2 separate regions of the Pan troglodytes genome follow, and region 1 is linked to region 2. The links are chromatin contacts, called in public HiChIP or PLAC-seq maps. All regions are on one chromosome and are shown on one strand. The core of a region is the stretch at or near the end of the contact, and the rest is flanking DNA. Distances in the headings are between cores, read along the strand shown.

What was found. HiChIP or PLAC-seq counts read pairs in DNA pulled down with a chosen protein or histone mark.
Region 1: a contact with region 2 is called in an H3K4me3 HiChIP or PLAC-seq map of stem cell-derived excitatory neurons, with 4 times the contacts expected there. The contact joins the promoter of PEDS1 here to the promoter of SNAI1 in region 2.

The regions. Positions count from the first base shown.
Region 1 is chr21:56,439,521-56,443,037 of NHGRI_mPanTro3-v2.0_pri, forward strand. It overlaps PEDS1 (plasmanylethanolamine desaturase 1), which reads right to left and starts at 1,828. Exons shown (of 6, transcript NM_001205079.4): 1 at 1,548-1,828. The coding sequence starts at 1,668.
Region 2 is chr21:56,265,964-56,269,188 of NHGRI_mPanTro3-v2.0_pri, forward strand. SNAI1 (snail family transcriptional repressor 1) reads left to right here and starts at 1,806. Exons shown (of 3, transcript XM_009437412.5): 1 at 1,806-1,934; 2 at 2,612-3,139. The coding sequence starts at 1,853.

The DNA of each region.
Region 1 (3,517 bases), core at 578-3,077, 170 kb after region 2:
GGCAGATAAACTTTAACTTGCAAGGAAACCAAGAGGAAACAGAGACGGAAAGTGGCTTGGACCAGGTCATACAGCTGAATAACAGAGTCAGGATGTTAACCCTGGCCTACCCCCAGGAGAGCAGGAGGTTTTAAGTCCATAGGCTGGGTGTCTTGGGTATAGGCCTGAAGAAACCATAGCGGCATGGACCAGGTGCCCAAGTCAGGTGTGAAAAATCACATACAGAGAATGGAGTGGTCTAGGACCCAATGAGGAAATGCAAATGGTCCGTGGCCATGCCACCTTTTAAGGAAGAGACGGCATGGAACCCAGGCCAGTGAGGGCAGAAAGCTAAGGTGCTAGTGACCCCAGGCCCACTCCAGGCAAGGGCTGCATGTGGTGCTTGGTGGCTGCCCCACAGAAAAAGGAAGGATGTCAGGATATTTGACAAACAAAGCTTCATTCCATGGTGACACCCAGGTAGAGGTGCCTCCCAGTCACCTGAACCGGGAGTTCTCAAAGGCACTTCCTTAACTCCTGGGGATATAGGGCCCTCCTGAGGCCAAACAATAAAATTCCTAGGGCTCACATAGGAGTCACAAAAGTGGGTGTAGGGGGAGTGCTTGCTGGAGCATATACAGTGAGCAAAGCAGGAAGAAGCTAGGGAGAAACCGTGGCCTGAGGGAAAGGGACAGAGAGGGAGAGGTGAACTCCAACTTATGATCTGGTCTGGGGAATATGGGGGTTCCAGTCCCAAGTCCTAAGGAAGGGGCCAATACATGGATGTGAGGGAGGGGCAAGAGCTAGAGTTGGGGCTTATGTACAGGGGAGCTTACAGTGGGGTACATTCAGTCCCCTCACTGCCTGGGATCCAGGAATATGGGGCAAGGACTGATGCTCACCACTGGAGGGTTGGGGAGAGGATATCGGTCTGTAGCCACTGAAGCTATCACTAGGATGGGGTTTTGGGGGAAGGGTGTGGGGGGTACCGTGCAGCTGGAAGCCCCTGAGTTAGGGTTCCCTGGGCAGAGGGGCTGACATTCCCAGGTTAGGGAGGTGAGGTCATTGTTTGCAGCCCAGGGCCTGGGCTAGGGCACAGAGGAGGTACTAGGATGTAGATTCCAGATCTGGGGAACCCAGGATGAGGTGTGACTTTTAGGGGCCTGAGGGCAGTGCTTACAGCTGAAGGGCAGCTTTGGGCTTGGACGGGGTCCTGGGGGGATGAAGGGGTGGGGTTCTAAGTCTGGGAGCACTCTTCACAACCGAGAATGCCCCGGGGCTAGGATTCCGTATCTGCGGGTCCGATGGGAGCTCCGTTTGTCGCCCAGGGAGCTTATGGTAATTTCTTGATCTGGGGAGTGTCTTTGCAGCCAGGAAACCCCGGGGCCAAGGTTCTGGCTTGGGTTCGGAAGGGACACTGGGGTGGGGTCCCCGAACTTGCTATTTGCAAGTTAGACACCCGGGCTGGAGTTCCGCATCTGGGCCCGAGGTTGGGACTCCAGTCTGGGGTCGCTGTCCGCAGCCGGGGCTGGTGACCGCAGGCCTGGAGGGGGGCCCAGAGGTCTTACCTGGCGAGTAGAGCGCAGCCAGCTCGCGGGCCCCGGCGTGCTGCGCGCCCCAGCGGCAACAAGACGCCTCGTCCTCGTCCAGCTCCAGCTGCTGGCCCGGCCCGTCCTCGGCGCCCGCCATGGCCACTCGCCCGATCGGCCCGGTGCGCTCTGCTGGCGGCGGCGGCGGCAGGGCCGCGGAACCGCGGCTTGATCACGCCGCCCAATGACCGCCCAGCGCCGGGCGCGGCGGCGGCGCGGGCGGGGTCCTCGCCCGGCGCGCGTCACAGCCAATCGGGGCTCGCGCCGGAGCCGCGCAGGCCAATCGGACGTCGATGAGCCGCAGCCAACCGCCGCGAGCCGGGGGCTGGGCCGCAGCTGGACGCAGCTGGGCGCGGAAGCTTGGGGCGGAGGCGCGTGCCCGCCTTCCCAGCTCAGCCCCGGCAGGGCTCCCGGCTCCAGCCCACTGGGAGCTCGCAGCGCGTCGCCGCCCAGCTAGGCTTCGGTTCACGGGCCCATGCAATGGGCCGAGGCTGGGCCCAGAAATGGGCATTTCTTGAGCCGGCAGCGTTAAGCGCCCACTGTGTGCAAGGAACGCGAGGGCAGGGCGCCGGGCTGGGGCCGAGGCCAGGAAGCATTTGGCGGGTGCTCTGTACGATGCTCCCTAGCGAGGCCGATGGACAGTGGGCTGGTTTATCAAGCCCTACTGTGTGCAGAGGTTTCGGGGGCCATGTGTTCATCAGCTGTGTGCCAGCTCTGTGCTGTGCGCCCAAAGAGGAGAAACGTCGAGCCTGCCCCGCATCCTCCCCAGCTCATGTTCTCCCGGTGGCGAGGACAGTAAACTAATGAAAATGACAACTAGGGTCACTATGAGATTTGCTGAGCGCTTAATATCTGTCAGGTGCTGGACCAAGAGCTAGACGAGCAACATTTATTTGACTCTTAAACACCAATGGTATTGCCTCCTCAGAGAGCCCCACCACCACCACCCTGCTCAAAGGTGCCCCCTCCTCCAGTCACTGTGACATCACCCTGTTTTGTCTTCACAGCGCTTCTGGTGGGGATTGAGCTTGCAGTCCCTGTCTCTCCTATCAGAGAGCAAGCTCCTGAGGGCAGAGAACAGCTTTGTTTACATCAGGGCCCCCGTGCCAGGATCGGGGCTGGAACATGGTAGAAGCTCAATAAATGCTTGATGAATGAATTAAGGCTCAGCCGGATGCGTCTAATACTTCGGCAGATAAATGACAGCAGCAGGGATTTACCCCAGGTCTAACCGACAACAAAGTATGCAATAATTTCTCATAGAAATTCCATACAGGCGGCCGGGCGCGGTGGCTCACGCCAGTAATCCCAGCACTTTGGGAGGCCGAGTCGGGCGGATCATGAGGTCAGGAGATCGAGACCATCCTGGCTAACACGGTGGAACCCCGTCTCTACTAAAAATACAAAAAATTAGCTGGGCGCGGTGGCGGGCGCCTGTAGTTCCAGCTACTCGGGAGGCTGAGACAGGAGAATGGCGTGAACCCGGGAGGCGGAGCTTGCAGTGAGCCGAGATCGCGCCACTGCACTCCAGCCTGGGCGACAGAGCGAGACTCCGTTTCAAAAAAAAAAAAAAAAAAATTCCATACAGGCTGGACGCGGTGGCTCACGCCTGTAATCCCAGCACTTTGGGAGGCCGAGGCCGGTGGATCACCAAAGGCCAGGAGTTTGAGACCAGCCTGGACAACATGGTGAAACCTTGTCTCTACTAAAAATACAAAAATTAGGCAAGCTACTTATCCCAGCTACTTGGGAGGCTGAGGCAGGAGAATCACTTGAACCTGGGAGGTGGAGGTTGCAGTGAGCCGAGATGGCGCCATTGCACTCCAACCTGGGTGACAAGAGTGAGACTTGGTCTCAAAAAAAAAAAAAAAAAAAAAAAATTCCATACAGTGAGATCACATAGGAGCCTCCCTAGAGGCTGTGGAAGGTCCTGAAAGGTGCTGGGGAAG
Region 2 (3,225 bases), core at 556-3,055:
GCCAAGGTGGGAAAGGTCTGGGATGTTGGAGGAACAGAAGGAAGGCTGGGGGCGGGATCCTTGTGCATGGGGGAGGGAGAGAGGCTCAAGCCAAGGTCAGCTGGGGTCAGAGCAGCGGGGCCGAGTTGGCTGAGAAGAGGACTTTGGCTTTTACTCTGAGACAGGCGCATGGGAGGGTTTGAGCAGAGGAGGGGGTGATCTGGCCTCACTCTGGCTTCAAGCAAAGGATCCTGATTGGAGCTAAATTGACACGGGACAGGGAGTATTCCGCTTAATGACTGCTTACTGCTTCTGTCCCCCGCCTACTCCCCGCTCTCCAGCTAGAACCAGGGGAGGACGATTTTGTTCACGGCTGTCACACCCGGCACCAAGTGACTAAACAGACAGTAGTTCTGCCCTTCAGGTTGGTGGTGGTGGTGGTGTGGGGTGCTTATAGGTTTTTATAGTCTTCCTTCACAGGTGGAAACAAGAACGGTGAGACCTGTGAGGTTTATTTCAGCGCCACCCCCGGGCCTGGTACGCCTCCCAGGGAAGCTGGGGTGGGGGTGCAGCTGCCCCTCACTTGGGCCCACCCCACATGCATTCAGTCAGGGCCCCTATGGAGCCGTGTTACAGCCTTTAGACACAGGATCGAGGATCTTCACGGGGTGAGGAGACACGCCCGGCCCATGCCTTCTTTCTCCCGCCAGCCTACAGGGATCTTTTTCAACGAAACTCTAACCAGGTCCCTCCTCAGCTGAAAATCCTTCGGTGGCTCCCCAGTGCCCTTGAGGCAAAGTCCAAACTCCTACGAGGCCCTGGGGCCCAGCACATCTGACTCCTCCGGGCATGCCCATCCCACCCCATCCCTGGAAGCTGCTCTCTAGGAGTTACTCTGAAGCAGTTGCCACTTCTTACCTCGGGCCTTTTCCCTTGATAATTCTTCACTTCCTCTGGGAAGTCACCCCGACCCCCTGTCAGGTGACCCGCCTCTTAACGGTCGCCGCGTCCCGTCTCTCCCCCACCAAAGCACACTTCCCTTTGCATTGTAATTATCTGTTTACTTCGTCTGTCTCCCTCACTGGACCAGGAGCTACCCTTCGGGAGAGGCTCTGAGTGTCCTGTCCGGGGCTGTGCCCTGGCCCCAGGTACAGTGCCCCGCACGTGCTGGGCGCTCCGTAAACACTGGATAAGGGAAGGAACGGGTGCTCTTGGCTAGCTGGGCCAGGCTGCTTTGCAAAAAGTCCGTGGCATTTCAAGCCGCCGAGAGCCACGTGCGGTGTCCCTTTCCTCGCTTCCTCCCCAGCGATGTGCGTTTCCCTCGTCAATGCCACGCTCTCCAGGCGCCAGCCGGGCGGAGGAAATTTCCGCCCCCTCCCAAGCCCGAGGCGGGGGCGGGCGTCGGAAGGTCAGGTGTCCCGGCCGGCGCACAGCGCCAGGGGGCGTCAGAAGCGCTCCGACCACCGGGCGCTGAGCCGGTGGGCGCGCGGCGCCCTGCCGGGGTCCCACCTCGCAGGGGCCTCGCTTCGCTTGACGTCCCGCCCCGGACAGCCCCAGCGCGGGGGACGACTCGCGCTGCGCCAGCGAACCCCGCCTCGGAGGAGTCCCCGCCCGGGCTCTCACCGCCACGCGGCGCGAGCCCGGCCGGCCCCCGGCGCACCTGCTCGGGGAGTGGCCTTCGGCGGAGACGAGCCTCCGATTGGCGCGGAGGTGACAAAGGGGCGTGGCAGATAAGGCCCCTCCCCTCCCACCCCCCTGGAGTATTTAAGGGAGTTGGCGGCGCTGCTGCATTCATTGCGCCGCGGCACGGCCTAGCGAGTGGTTACTCTGCGCTACTCCTGCGCGAATCGGCGACCCCAGTGCCTCGACCACTATGCCGCGCTCTTTCCTCGTCAGGAAGCCCTCCGACCCCAATCGGAAGCCTAACTACAGCGAGCTGCAGGACTCTAATCCAGGTGCGTTGGAGGGGTTCTGGGCTCCAGGAGGTTTGGGGGAGACAGGCGAAGGCTGCGTGGGGGGCACCTGAGGGAGGCGGCCTGCCTGAGCCAGGATCGAGTCACAGGATGTTTTGTGGACCATTGCGGGCTCGGGAGACCGGGCAGGTGGGTCCCCAGTTCCGGGGATCTGTCTGGGTGGTTGGGGGAGTGCCGTGTAGAGGGCAGGGGTCTTGAGCTTGGGGGGCCTTTGTAGCCGGCGAGAGGCGGAGGAGCTCCGCAAGAGGGGAAGGAGAGGAGGCCTGTGTCAGGAGGGCCCTCTGGACGCTGCTGGGGAGAGTCCGGAGTCCAGAGGGTTGAGGGGAGGGGTGGGGAGACGAGATGTGTGTGAGGAGGGGGATTGGGGCAGGGTGGTGGCTCCGGGGCTGGGATGATGGGGTTCTGGCCTCAGGCTGGAGACTGGGGACTTAGGAGAGGGAGATCAGGAAATGACCTCCTTCAACTGGGGGTCTGTGAGAGACTCAGATTGGGTGACCTGGGCGAGGACGGCAGGAACCTGGTCTGTCCTGTGGATAATTTTTTTGATCTAATTATGTATTGAGAATCGGCCCCACCCAGCCCCTGGCCAGCGGTGGGCTCATGTTTGTTGATTGAGTGAATGATTTAATTAACGCCTGACTCTGCTTTTTCTCCCTCAGAGTTTACCTTCCAGCAGCCCTACGACCAGGCCCACCTGCTGGCAGCCATCCCACCTCCGGAGATCCTCAACCCCACCGCCTCGCTGCCAATGCTCATCTGGGACTCTGTCCTGGCGCCCCAAGCCCAGCCAATTGCCTGGGCCTCCCTTCGGCCCCAGGAGAGTCCCAGGGCGGCAGAGCTGACCTCCCTGTCAGACGAGGACAGTGGGAAAGGCTCCCAGCCCCCCAGCCCACCCTCACCGGCTCCTTCGTCCTTCTCCTCTACTTCAGCCTCTTCCTTGGAGGCCGAGGCCTATGCTGCCTTCCCAGGCTTGGGCCAAGTGCCCAAGCAGCTGGCCCAGCTCTCTGACGCCAAGGATCTCCAGGCTCGAAAGGCCTTCAACTGCAAATACTGCAACAAGGAATACCTCAGCCTGGGTGCCCTCAAGATGCACATCCGAAGCCACACGCTGCCCTGCGTCTGTGGAACCTGCGGGAAGGCCTTCTCTAGGCCCTGGCTGCTACAAGGCCATGTCCGGACCCACACTGGTACGTGCCCCTCCAGGCGCCCCCCACCGTTGCTCTCTCTGGCAGCTTTTGTGAATCTGGGCTTGCTGTTCTCATTCCCAAAGTTG